2 separate regions of the Sus scrofa genome follow, and region 2 is linked to region 1. The links are chromatin contacts, called in public Hi-C maps. All regions are on one chromosome and are shown on one strand. The core of a region is the stretch at or near the end of the contact, and the rest is flanking DNA. Distances in the headings are between cores, read along the strand shown. Region 1 holds the start of KCTD5 (BTB/POZ domain-containing protein KCTD5). Region 2 holds the start of MLST8 (target of rapamycin complex subunit LST8).

What was found. A called contact is a pair of places that touch in the nucleus more often than the background predicts.
Region 2: a contact with region 1 is called in a Hi-C map of liver, with 5 times the contacts expected there. The contact joins the promoter of MLST8 here to the promoter of KCTD5 in region 1. A contact is called at or near these places in 1 of 5 promoter capture datasets (fetal skeletal muscle), 1 of 47 Hi-C or Micro-C datasets (liver) and 1 of 2 datasets of contacts at active chromatin or transcription factors (alveolar macrophages).

The regions. Positions count from the first base shown.
Region 1 is chr3:39,426,647-39,433,538 of Sscrofa11.1, reverse strand. KCTD5 (BTB/POZ domain-containing protein KCTD5) reads left to right here and starts at 3,931. Exons shown (of 6, transcript XM_013987853.2): 1 at 3,931-4,231. The coding sequence starts at 3,980. It overlaps PDPK1 (3-phosphoinositide-dependent protein kinase 1), which reads left to right. Exons shown (of 14, transcript XM_021086751.1): 14 at 1-3,611.
Region 2 is chr3:39,783,604-39,790,495 of Sscrofa11.1, reverse strand. It overlaps MLST8 (target of rapamycin complex subunit LST8), which reads left to right and starts at 4,290. Exons shown (of 9, transcript XM_013987830.2): 1 at 4,290-4,511; 2 at 4,908-5,110; 3 at 5,275-5,326; 4 at 5,410-5,572; 5 at 6,119-6,194; 6 at 6,277-6,429. The coding sequence starts at 4,982.

The DNA of each region.
Region 1 (6,892 bases), core at 2,682-5,181:
GTAGCTGGCAGTGGGGGCAGCCTGCTCCTGCACAGCATCTTTCCGGTGTGTGGTTGCAGGGAAGCAAGCAGAGCTGAAGCGTGGCTTTAAAAAGAGCGCTCAGCTGGGCTGCTTGGGGAAAGGCAAATCTTCGTTGCCTGCTTCCCTCTGGATGGCGCCACTACCTCCTGGCCTTAACCGACAAGCTCCATCCTAACCTCCAGAAGCAGAGAAGGAGGGTTCAGGGTTGAGCTTGCACCCGGCAGAGCTGAAGTGACTGCCCTTGCCTGAGCCGGTGACAGCTGAGCCCTTCTCTGTAGGTCACTTTTCTCGGGGCACTCAGATTCCTCCGTCTTTTTTCTTCTTTAAGCCCCTGTGTCCTCCTTTCTTCCCCTGTGCTTTTGTCGCCTTTGGTTCTATCCAGCGTACCCGTTGAGCCATTGCCCTGGCAGGCAGGTGCCTTACGTTCTAAGTCGTGGATTTGGGGGTCGGTCTGCACGCACACAGACCCACCTGGAAACATACGAGTGCGGGTCTGTCCAGGGTGAGAAGGAAACACCCTTCTGTGCCCTCATCCCTGCCCTCTCTCTGTGCCATTTGTCTCAGAGGGCAGAGATGAGGGCAAGTGCCAGAGACAGCACCTGTCAAGCAGAGACGGTCCCACAGCGCGTGGCCTCTCTTGGCCCAGAGGTGGGGAGGGGCAGCCGGAAGGCCGCGGTCTCCCCTGCTCCCCCTCTGCTAGACGGCCGCCGTGCCTTGCCCTCTGGGAACACAGGGGAGCTGCACTTGGATGGGGTGGCTTCCTTACCTTTTCCTGTGACCTGACCAGGGCAGTGGGCAGCCCTGTGGGACCATGAAGCCCCACCCATGAGTGGCACCGCTGCCTGCCTGCCGTTCTGAACTTGACTCGGGAGGCTGGTCACATGCTTGCTCTGAGAAAGATGGCTCTGGGGGTCATGCCAAAGCGGACGGGCACTGCGCCTACTCCAGCCCTCTTGGGGGCTCCTCTCTTCTATGTGTGGTGCAGGCCTGCAGGAATTGCAGGGAACAGCCTGTGGCACAGACTCCTTAGGACAGGGTGCCAGCGCAGGGGGCTCTGGGTGACTTTGTACTTTCTGAAAACATGTGTCTCCTAAAAAAAATCAACTGTAGGCTCAGCACCCAGGAGAGACCACTGTGAGCATACCGAGTGTAGCCTGCCGCCCGCCTCCCCGCAGCACACGTGTTTGCTTCTGCACCTGAAGTGGGAACATGAAACATACACCGTTTGGCATCCAGCTTTTTTTCACTTGGTATTTATCTTCCTGTCATGTCATGAACAAAATGATTCAAAAACCTTGTTTCTAATGATTTTAGAGTTTAATGGTTAATATTTTTTATCATAATTTATCTGACCATTTCACTGCTAGAACACATTTAGATTATTTCTGGTTTTTCACTATTTAAATAATGCTGTGATGAATATCCTTATAAATCTTTCGATTGTTGACTCTGATCTCCCCCCCCCCGCCTCAGATTCCTAGAAGTGGTATTTTTGGGTTAAAGAGTTTGTTCATTTTACAGTCAGTATAGTCTCCTCCTCTGTCAGGATCTGTTGCCTAGATGCTCAGAGTTCCCGTACAGAACTTCCTTAGTTGTGTCCTGTAGATACTGAACAAATCAATTTCTGGCAAGCCGTGTGTTCCCAAAAATGTTTGAATAAGACTGCTTTTTTTTTTTTTTTTAATGCTAAAGTAATGTCATTACCGCTGGCCATTAGTGACATGTTTTTCCAAAAGCCAATTCCTTATTTTCATTGAAAGAACCTGGTTTTGCTTGCATGTTAACTTCCCATCCCTGCTTCTACAGCTTTCAAGTGCTTGGTGATATTTACAGAATCTTGTACTTTGTGTCCACAATGGTACTGAATTTGCATCTGCACAGTCAGCAGAGATAAAAAGTGTTGAACTGACCTTGCCACATACTTAGTGGATGATTTGTAATTAAGCTTATAGACTCAGTACATCAGGCCATTTGGAATCAAAGAGCAAAGGCTCTACTTGAAGAAGAAACCATGTAGACAATTGGATTTTACAGAAGAGTGTTTGCCCCCTTGTTCTTCCCATCGTAGGACTCGGAGCGTCCAAGGCCCAGCGGCTCAGCAGAGCACCCTGGCCAGGCCTCTTCATGGTAGAACATGATGGACCCGGCTGAGAAGGACTTAAGGGTTTTCCTCCCCTGTCCCCCCGCCCCCGGCCCCGGCCCCAGTGTTGCAGGTCGTCTAGTTGTCTTTAAAGTCCAGACCCCCCAAATTGGGTTTTCTTCCTTTCTCCTGTTTAGTTTGGGGTCTGTCAATTCTGAGGGGAAACATGCATGAGATTTTTCGAGGTGCCACGCTTAGTGCCACTTGACTATGCCAGAGACGCCGGCTGGATTGTGTGGAATTAGGTCTCCTACCTTCCTCTGACACCCCAAATTCCCTTCTCCCGGGGACAGTCCACAGACTGAGGCAGAGGCAGCAGCCACTGGGAGAGCATGGAGAGTGTGTGCAGGTACTATTCTTGGAGATAGTGCTGTATATATGCGGTTTGCCATACTGTTTCTTTTCATATCCAAACTTAACATGAACTGATGGTGACTCAGGTGGGTGTGGCCCTTGCCCCTTAGGCAGACTCCATGGCAAGTGCCTTAAATCAGGGCAGGTGTCACTCCCAGAGCCTCTGAGGGTGCAGGCTGCTGGCCCAAGAGTGCAGGGTTGTAAATTAGGCTGCCTGTGGAGAACTGGTCTGGGGAGGAAGCTCTTCCGGCAAAGGGCAGTTTTACCTGTAGTTCAGACAGCCATGGTGGGCAACTAAACAGGCCTCATGTGTACCAGAATTTACCCAGAACTCATTTCTTCAGTATGAAGAACGACCAAACTTTATGTACAGAGAACTTTTTACAAAAGGCGCACCTTTTTTAGCTGTGGGGTCCACCCTCGTCTAACCCTTCTGGCTGCCTGACTATAAGTAGGGGCCATTTTGCTGGTGAAAAGCCTCTGCCATGATCCTACGTTTGATTGGACACTGACAAAATCAAAGTTTCGCAATATTTAGAGCTGCTGTAGCTATTAACAACACAAAATAGGATGAATCAGTAGTATGCTAGCTGTCTTTCAGGTTGGTGGCAGTCAGAACATGTGTAATATTCTCTACCTGGTCTGTAGCTGTAACTGTGATGTACAGGCAAAGCAAATATTAAAAAAAAAAAAAACTTACGGAAACAAATAATGCAATGATATTAGGATATACACTTTTGTATTTTTATTCTTATATAAGGTTATTTGCTGGCTATTGTTGGCCTCTAGTTCAGTCTGTGTTATTTAAAATCTAATATATGAATTATTTGGGTTGAATTCATGTTCGGGCCACGTTGTTGTATGTATTGATGTACAGCCTTGAATGTGAATAATTATTGTAAACTATATTTTACAACTTTTTTTCTGGCTTTATTATATAAATTTTCTATTTGGTCGATGATTTAATCATATCATAATTTAATGAATCTGTTTATTCTTTTTTTTCAAATATTTGTGCTTTAGGTGTAGTTACCGGATGATGAATTTTCCACGTATGCTCGGTAGCCTTGTAATAAAAAAGCATGTAGAATGTAGACGCTCACTGATGTAGCTTTCTTTGGCCGGGGCGCGGGTCGGGCGTCGCAGGGCGACCTGAATTCGGGGCCAGGAACAGGGTGTTCGGGCACAGCGCGCGCCCGGCGAAGACCGGCCAGCCCCTCTCAAGCGCGACGCCGGGCTCCACCGCCGCCTGCCCACAAGGGCGATGCCGGACCACGCCGCGCCGGACTTGGCCGGAAGGGGGCACGGCCGGCCGCTTTTCCGGACCGGAACTTCCGCCTCCCGCGTGACGCCGGGGTGGGCGCCTTACGAGGGCGGACCCGTGGGCGGGACAGAGCCCGGAGGACTGTATTAAAGGCCGGACGCTTCCGGCAGAGGGGAGCTGTGGCCGGGCTTGCTGGGATCATGGCGGAGAGTCACTGCGAGCTGCTGCCGCCGGCCCCGGGCGGCCTCGGGGCGGGGCTGGGGGGCAGCCTGTGCCGCCGCTGCAGCGCGGGGCTCGGCACCTTGGCCCAGCGCCCCGGCAACGTGTCCAAATGGGTCCGGCTCAACGTCGGCGGCACCTACTTCCTCACCACTCGGCAGACGCTGTGCCGGGATCCGAAATCCTTCCTGTACCGTTTGTGCCAGGCCGACCCCGACCTGGACTCGGACAAGGTGAGGGCCGCGCGGGCCAGCCAGGAGGATTCGGGCCGCCCCCGTCGGCGGCCCCACACACACCCCCTGACCCACTCTGAGAGAACCGCCCCGGCTCCGGGTCTCGCTGCCCCCTGCTCACCAGCCCGACCGGAGCCCCCGACTCCCTGTCCTGGGCCGAGGATGAACAGGATGGCGCCCTGGCTCCCACCGCCCTCCGAGAGCCCCAGCCACTCCCCCTCGGGGTGTCTGTCTCGCCCTCCTCTGCTCTTCCGCGGAGGAGGTTTCCCAGACCCCGGACTCTGCTGGGATCTACTTTCTTTTCTCTCCTAGGTTCTTTTGCCCCCGCCGGGAGCACCTTCTCTTCTCCGTCCCGGTGTACTGACTGGCTCTGGAATCCCGAATCCCCATGTTCCCCTCATTTTCTCACATTCCAGACGTTTTACTTAACGTTAGCGTGGGGTTTGATACTAGTGGCCTGCCTTTCTCAGTGACTTGCATTTAGGGAGTTGGCGCTCCATCGTTTTCAGCCACAACACGCACCCACACAACAGTCTCAAAAAGTGCCGTCCATAGAGTGATTTTCGAAGGGAATGTGGCTCATATTGAGGCGTGGCTCAGGGGTGTCAAGGAAGGGCCAGATAGGAAATCTTTTTCAATCTACTTTCTCATTAACCTAGTTTTCCTGCTGCTCTCTCAAAAGGATAGGAGTTTCTAGGTTGGTTTGCTGCTTGTGTTTCATCAGACTGTTGTGCAGGTGATAATAGAAGCTGTTTCGATTATTACTTAAAGAATTGTCTCGGCAGCTGTATGGCATCGAAACTCAAAAAAAGGCTGTGCTGGAAGAAGAGTTATTCCCTGTACGTATCCTAGGCGGTTCACAGGCCTTATCCTAACTTTCCTGCCTTTGGCTTGGGCCTACGTAATTGCCCTTGGCCTTGTGCCTTGCCAGCCCAGCATTTGCCAGGCATAGGCTTCCCAGAAAGAGTGTGATCCCTTGTCCAGATCCAGAAGCCCGACCGAGATCATCCTCAGAGTGGCCTGACCTTAGGATCGGGAAATGAGACCTCGAGTGACCACAGAACCACCAGTCCTGGGTAGAACTAGGGTTGAGATGCCAGCGCTCCTGCCGCCCACCCGCACCTCCCCCAAGCCTCAGCTGTGTCCACTGATCGTTTGACCAAGCTCCGCTCTCGGAGAACTGGCCTCCCAGAAAATGACAGGCATCTCCAGGATAGAAACAGGCTTTTGTTAGCTGTGATTTTCCTTTTATAGCGTGGCTGTATGTTTTACTGTTCTGTTTTTCTTTTTAAACAGTGGGTCTTAGTGGTCATTCCCTTGCATTTCTACTTGAGCGTTTTCCAGTTGTGCATATGGAGTCCGATTTTACATTGCTCTTGTTCACGGGGTTGTTTTGAGGCACTGGCTGTCAATGCACTAGACGGATTCAGAGTTTGCACAGTTCAGGCAATTCATCTCTTTATTTTACTGTCTCGAGACTATTTAAAAACAATTATCATGTACTGTATAGGAGTCCTTTGGGGCAAGTAATTAGTTAATCTCAGAATATATCGATATTATAGTTGCTCCCTTTCATCATCATCCACTTAACTACATTTGATTTACACATTATGAAATCACACTTCACAATGTGAAGGTAGTGCAGCAGATACAGCATCTGTCTCAGAATAGTTGCTGGAAGATAAGTTTTTAGCTTTAGCCACAGATGCGCATTTTCCGGAAGGCGTAAGGCTAATTCCCATTAGTCATGGTCATCAACCCATGAGCGAATGTGTAAGGGACCCCTTCTTAGGTTTTACCCCCTTCGTTTCTGATGAGAGAATGTCCCAGAGATTCACTTGTCGATAATTAAACCCTGAGTGAGGAATCTGGACGAGGGTGGAGGAGGGGAAGGGGTGTTTGGACGGGTGGGACACTAGTAATTAAGCGACTGGAAGAGAAACAGGATGTTGATTCACGGAGGAAAATGTCCAGGCCCTGACCTCGTAGTTAAGGTTAATGAACGCATACCTGGCAGGTATGCTGGGGCTGGAGGGCCTGGTGGAAGATTTTCTGCTGGGCCTTTGACTCAGGGTTGAGCACCTGGGCTTGCAGCCGAGTGCTTGGGTGAGGGGTTGGGTTGGATCTGAGGGGGAGGAGTTCCAAGAAACGGAAGCCCTGGAGTCTCTCGGCAACCTGCCGGGTTGGGAGTTCCCTGGGAGTGTGGCTGCAGCTTGCTCTTGCCGGGCAGAATGTCTGCTGGGGAGCTCAGCCGTGCAGCCGTGTAGGAGAGGTGGTCCCAGGACATTTATCTGAAGGAGCGCTTCCTTGAAGAGCCCGCAGACAGGTTGCTGGGGGCGGAGGTGCAGAGCTGGGCTGCACCTGGGACCCACTGGCCGCCAAGCCCCAAGCCTCTCGACCCTTGCCCTCTCGTCTCAAGTCCTGACTCTGGGCCCGTTGCTGCCCTGACCCCCTCGTTAGGGCTAGTCCGAGTGTGAAGAGTGTGAATTCTCACTTCTTCCCGGGTGCTTCCCCCGGCAGGGCTGCGTCTGCATTATTCACTTTGGCATCTGTTCCTCGGCCATCCTGGGTTGCTCCTCTCTCCCAGCACCCCCCCCCGGGGGGGGCAAGCCAGGTGTCGGGCTGCTTCCCGGAAGTGCTCGGTAAACACCTGGGCCACGT
Region 2 (6,892 bases), core at 3,041-5,540, 360 kb before region 1:
CCTTGGATGCGTGACTCTTCATCTCTGAGCCTCAGTTCTCTCAGCACCAGAATGGGGGCGGTTCCTCCTTGGCAGAGCCATTAAGGACCCCACGCAGAAGGTGGGGAAAACACTCACACAGTTTGGTGGTTCCTCAAAAACTCAAATGTGGGAGTTCCTGTTGGGGCTCAATGGTAATGAGCCCGACCAGTATCCCTGAGGATGCTGGTTTGAGTCCTGGCCTCGCTCAGTGGGTCGGGGATCTGGTGTTGCTGTGGCTGTGGTGCAAGCCGGCAGGGGCAGCTCTGATTCGGCCCTGAGCCTGGGAACTACCATATGCTGTGGGTGTTGCCCTAAAAAGCAAAAAAAGAAAAAAAAAAAGGACTGACCTCTGCTACAACCTGGATGAACCTTGAACCTTGAAAACATGGTGCCCAGAGAAAGAAGCCAGACACAAAAGGCCACATATATATATATTTGTCTTTTTTTTTTTTTTTTTTTGTCTTTTCCAGGGCCGCACCCACAGCATATGGAGGTTCCCAGGCTAGGGGTCTAATCAGAGCTACAGCTGCCAGCCTACACCACAGCCACAGCCACAGCCACAGCCACGTGGGATCCGAGCCACGTCTTCGACCTACACTGCAGCTCACGGCAACGCCGGATCCTTAACCCACTGAGCGAGGCCAGGGATTAAACCTGTAACCTCATGGCTCCTAGTCAGATTTGTTAACCACCAAGCCATGACGGAAACTCCTATGTTTGTCTTTTTTTACCTTTTTCTAGGGCTGCTCCCATGGCATATGGAGGTTCCCAGGCTAGGGGTCCAATCAGAGCCGTAGCCACCAGCCTACACCACAGCTCATGGCAACGCCGGATCCTTAACCCACTGAGCGAGGTCAGGGATCGAACCTGCAACCTCATAGTTCCTCGTCGGATTCGTTAACCACTGTGCCACGAAGGGAACTCCTGAAAAGGCCACATATTGTATGATTTCATTTATATGAAATGTCCTATGGAGACAAAAAGACTTCTGGTGTCCAGGGGCTGAGGGGAGGCGGAATGTGGGGGTGGGGGTGGGGTGGGGGTCTTCTGGGACGATGGAAATATTCTGGATTTATATGGCGGTGGCGGCTGCACAACACCGTGAATGTACCAAGTGCCACTGAATTTGTTCATTTAAAAGAGGTTACTTTCAGAGTTCCCTGGTGGCCTAGCAGTTAAGGATTCAGCGTTGTCATCGCTGTGGCTTGGATTCTATCCCAGGCCCAGAACTTCTGCATGCCATGTTCCAGCCAATAAGGAAATAAAATAAAATTAAATGAAAACAAAATAAAAAAAGTTATTTTCAGATTATGTGAATTTCACCTCAGAACAAAACACTGGAGTTCTCTTCCTGGTGCAGCGGAAACGAATCTGACTAGTATCCACGAGGGCGCAGGTTCGATCCCAGGCCTGGCTCAGTGGGTTAAGGACCCAGTGTTGCCATGAGCTGTGGTGTAGGTCGCAGACATGGCTTGGATCTGGCATTGCTGTGGCTGTGGTATAGGCTGGCGGCTGTAGCTCTGACTTGACCCCATTCCCTGGGAACCTCCATACACTGCAGGAGTGGCCCTAAAAAGCAAAAAACAAAACCAAAAAACACCCAGGAAGTTCCCATTGTGGCTCAGTGGTAATGAGCCCGACTAGGATCCATGAGGATGCAGATTTGATCCCTGACCTTGCACAGTGGGTTAGGGATCTGGTGTTGCCATGAGCTGTGGTGTAGGCCGCAGACGCGGCTCAGATCTGGCCTTGCTGTGGCTGTGGTGTAGGCCAGCAGCTGCAGCTGCAACTTGAGCCTTAGCCAGGGAATGTCCATATGCTGCAGGTTCGGCCCTAAAAAGCAAAACCAAACCAAAACACCCAACATACTGCCCCACACAGAATGAGCCCTAAAAGTGCTATAAGAGCTGCTGAGGAGACTAGGAGTGGGAGTTGAGCAGGTGAAGGGGTGGGGGGTAGAGCACCCCGGGTGTGGGCAAGTGTTCAGAGAGAGGGGGGTGGAGAATTCTACGACTGTTGTTCGACTGTTGTTCCCTCGTGGCTTGTGGATCGGCGAGAAGGGGACAGCAGGAGGGGTGGCAGGGGCTGAGCCCGGGATGCTGGAGGGGACCCCTGCAGGCTTCTAACAAGGGCCAGACTTAGAATTTTAGTTTATTTTTTATTATCACTTTTATTTTTTTGCTTTTTAGGGTCATACCCATGGCACGTGGAGGATCCCAGGCTAGGGGTCGAACTGGAGCTGCAGCTGCCGGCCTACACCACAGCCACAGCCACGTGGGATCCAAGACTTGTCTGCGGCCTACACCACAGCTCACAGCAATGCTGGATCCTTAACCCACTGAGCGAGGCCTGGGATCGAACCCGCAACCTCATGGTTCCTCGTCGTCCTCGGATTCTTTTCTGCTGCGTCAGACTTAGAATTTTGGAAGATCACTCTGTAATGTGAAGGCCAGCCTAGAGGGGGCAGGAGTGGACATGGGGAGGCTGTCCTGGGAGAAGGATGGTGGCCAAGTGGTCTCCCCGCACTATCACACAGGCACCGCATACTGAAGGGGAAGCCTGCGGGGTAGGTCCCTCACGGATGGTCTTGGCCATGGGCAGTGGAGGTGTCCGTGGGGGTTGTGACAGACAACACTAAGGCGGGAGCTGGATGTGAGCTGGAGACAGGTGGAGAGGCCCCGGAGGGGGGATGCTGCTGAAAGCCCCAGAGAGCGGCCAAGAACCCCGAGGGCCAGTGTGGAGACAGGAACCCTGGAGGCTACCAGCCTTTAGGGGAAGGCAGAGGAAGAGACTGAGGGCTGGGTAAGAGCCAGGAGATGATAACGGGAGCTTTTCAGGAGCAGTGCTGTCAGCCACTATGCAGACAGACGTGATGAGGTGCAGAAGGAAAAGTATCTATTGGGTCTAGCAGTGTGAGATGGCCAGGGACCTTGTGAAATTTTCATTGGTGAGCTGGGAGTAAGAGACATGACAGCGGGTCACGGAATGTGAAGTCAGGACAGCTCTTTTTTTTTTTTTTAATGTGTTTTTTTTTTTTAAATTTTGGGGTCTTTTTGTCCTTTAGGGGCACACTTGTGGCATAGGGAGGTTCCCAGGGTAGGGGTCCAATCGGAACTGTAGCCACCAGCCTATGCCAGAGCCACAGCAAGACAGGATCTGAGCTGCATCTTCGACCTACACCACAGCTCACGGCAATGCTGGATCCTTAACCCACTGAGCAAGGCCAGGGATCGAACCCTTGTCTTCATGGATGCTACTCAGGTTCGCTAACCGCTGAGCCAGGACGGGAACTCCATGACAGCTCTTTGGTGGTGGTGGTGTTCGCCTGCACCTGTGGTCTGTGAAAGTTCTCGGGCCAGGAATGGAACCCTGCACTACAGCAGTAATGATGCCAGATCCTTAACCGTTAGGCCACCAGAGAACTCCAAGGAGTGTGAAGGAAGGATGGCTTTTGGAAAGAGTCCAGGCTGGAAGGAGTGTTTTGGGTTGTCTTGTGCTGTTGAAAGGCTGAGGGGAAGCAAAGACGGGAGGGGGTGAAGGTACAGGAAGGAAGGTTCCTGTGACCCAGGGCCTGGATGCTTGGGCAGGGACACTGGCTTGGTCAAGGGGCCAGAGGAAGGGAGGGGTGCAGCTGCATGTGGGCGCCTGGGAGGAAGAAAGTGTGGGAGAGCCTGTCTCAAGGATTCTATTTTCCTGTGAAAGAGGGTGAAACCACGTGGGTAGAGCCTGGGAGGCCTGGATGGAAAAGGAGGCTTGAGGGACCCCCGTTTTGGAGAGGGCACTAGGATTAGTGAGGGGCTGGACAGGTCTGAAAGGGACCAGACCAGGGTGGCCTGATCTAGCAAATAAAACCACAGGACATCTCGTTCCATGAGAATTTCACCTAGACAACGAGGAACTTACTAGTCTAACTCATACAATATTTGGGATATATTAGTACTTTAAAAATACACAAAATGTGTTGCTTATCTGAATTCAAATGCAACAGGGTGTCCCACAAATTACCTGGGAACCCCAACCCCGCGTGGGGAGCAGGGGATGCGTGGGAGGGAGGGGGTGGCGCGACACGGACCTGGAGAAAGGGTTTGAGAAGGGTGGGGTGCCGGAGGGGCAGGAGGCTGGGGTCGCTGCTTTCGTCCCGCCGCGCCGCCTGGGAGCACAGAGGCCTGTACAGGTTCTTCCCAGACAGCAGGGACCCCGTGCCCCAGAACTTCGGTCTCGTCCCCCCGCCCCCACCCCGTAGGTCCCTTGGTGTCGCCGTAATGGCTCATCGATAGCTCTACACTCGGCCTACGCCTCTATCGACTCGTTCCGGCTCCGCTCACCGTCCTGGACCTCGGCGGAGCGCAGAGCCGCGTGTAAGGTACGGAGGCCGCGGAACGAGAGCTCGAAGGCGGCTTCCAGTGGCCGGGAGAGTGCGCCCGGGGGAAGCTGCCTTAGCGGGACGGAGTCAAGACGGTCGGCGGAGCACCGGGGGCTCGCGGGTCCAGGCAGGTAGCGCCCCCTTCCATCAGGGTCAGCCGCCGGCCTTGCTACGCATGCGCGGCCGCAGCGTTCCGGCTTTTTCCCCTCCGGCCCGTCCGGGGCCCTGCTGCGCACGCGCGGCCCGCCCCTGCGGCAGAGCGGCGCCCCGGACGTGACTGCCCCCTGCCGGTCGCGGGTGGGGTGGCGTTCCGTCCGCGTTCGTGGGACCGGGAACGGAGCGCGCGCCTTGGAGCACGGAGCTGTCCCCGGATGGTTGTCACGCGTGTCCCTGAATCTCTCTGAGCCTCGGTTTCCCCATACTTAAAATGGGAATGATTTTATTTTCCAGCACTCAGTGATCTGTTGTCACCTATTAAGGACATAGAGGGTATTCTCTAAATACTGAACTCTTTCTTCTCCAGATGCTCTGATCTTTGACCCCTGCCGGTCAGACCTAGGGCCCTGTGTAGGTCCGAGTCTTTCAAGCAGCCACACCATGAACACGTCTCCAGGCACGGTGGGCAGTGACCCTGTCATCTTGGCCACTGCAGGCTATGACCACACAGTGCGGTTCTGGCAGGCCCACAGCGGGATCTGTACCCGAACCGTACAGCACCAGGACTCCGTATCCTCCCCTGGGGCTGTGGGATGGTGCTGGGCAGGATGCCTGGTGGGGTAACAGCCTGAGCAAAGGCCTCCAGTGGGAAGGATGGGATAGCCGAGCTGGATGCCGGAAGCATTGGGGGCCCCTGGCCCTGGGGCCCTGTTCCTTGTCCTTAACAGGCCCAGCAGGTGAACGCACTGGAGATCACACCCGACCGTAGCATGATTGCTGCTGCAGGTACCTTCTCCTCCACTCCGGGCCCTGATTTCCCATAGGTCCATCTAGGCCCAGCCAGACTTGAGCTTGAACTGTGCCCCCAGGTTACCAGCACATTCGCATGTATGATCTCAACTCCAATAATCCCAACCCCATCATCAGCTACGATGGGGTCAACAAGAACATCGCGTCTGTGGGCTTCCATGAGGATGGCCGCTGGATGTACACTGGTGGCGAGGACTGCACGGCCCGGATCTGGGACCTCAGGTGCGGGGCACTGGGTGGGAGGAGGGGCCAGGCTAGAGACTGTCTCAGGTCAGGTTCACTCCAGGTGAGAGCTGAGACAGAGTTTTCGGTGCAGTGGTTTCTAGAGGGCAGGTGCGGAAGGCAGGATGAAGGCACACAAAGATGGGTGTAGCCTTAGCCTGATCCCACAGGGCCCTCTGAAACCACCTGCTTCAAAGAGGAAGTCCCAGAGCTCCTGGTGGCTTGGCAGGTTGGGGGTGTCACTGCTGTGCTGTGGGTTTGATCCCTGGCCGGGGAACGTCCATGTACTGAGGGTGTGTCCAAAAAACAGCAAATAATAATGATAAGAGAGCAGTCCCGCCTCGAGGCAAGAGGCCACCCTTCATGCCCCTTCTGAGTCTGTCACTGGCTTCAGGCTACCCCTCATGGGGGTGGGGACAAGCCTCCCGCGTATTTCCTGTAAGACAGCGCCCATCACAGAAGGATGAGGATGAGCGGCCAGGGAAGGGGCGTGTGGGGGGGGGGCAATAGCGTCTGCCACAGACGGAGCGTGTCCCCACGTTGAAGGTCCCGGAACCTGCAGTGTCAGCGGATCTTCCAGGTGAACGCGCCCATTAACTGCGTGTGCTTGCACCCCAACCAGGTGAGGGGCACACACAGGGCTGGGCACCCTGGGGCTTTGGTGGGCAGGGGTCCTGCCCTGCCTCACCTCCCCTGCCCCTCAGGCGGAGCTCATCGTGGGTGACCAGAGCGGCGCCATCCACATCTGGGACCTGAAAACTGACCACAACGAGCAGCTGATCCCGGAGCCCGAGGTCTCCATCACGTCTGCCCACATCGACCCCGACGCCAGCTACATGGCGGCAGTCAACAGCACTGTGAGTCCTGGGGAAGGTGGGTGGCTCGTACCCAGCCTTTATCTCCTGTGTTCTCCACAGGGGGGCTTCTTCCCCAGGTGTCCCTCTGGCCCCTTCCTCTCCGCCATCCTGGGCTCCAGCTCTGGCCCAGTCACCAAAGCCAGAAACCTGGGCGTCACTTTTCAGGGATCGAACCTGAGTCCTCATGGGTCCTAGTCAGACTCGTTGCCACTGAGCCACCATGGGGACGCCCCCCTCCTCCCATCTTGTTCTCCTCACTCCTGTAGGCCAGCAGCACCCTTCGGGAAAGCCAGGCGTGGCCTTCTGCTTGCAGCCCATCAGGCGTAGCACTTGGCTGTGGCCTGATCTCCCAGGTGCTCCTTGCAGGCAGGACCAGATGTGCCTGTCACATGTCCCTGGCCCCCCGATCCCTGCGCACAGCCACAGTGTTGGCTGGCAGCCCTGGATGTGGGTCTCACTGCCA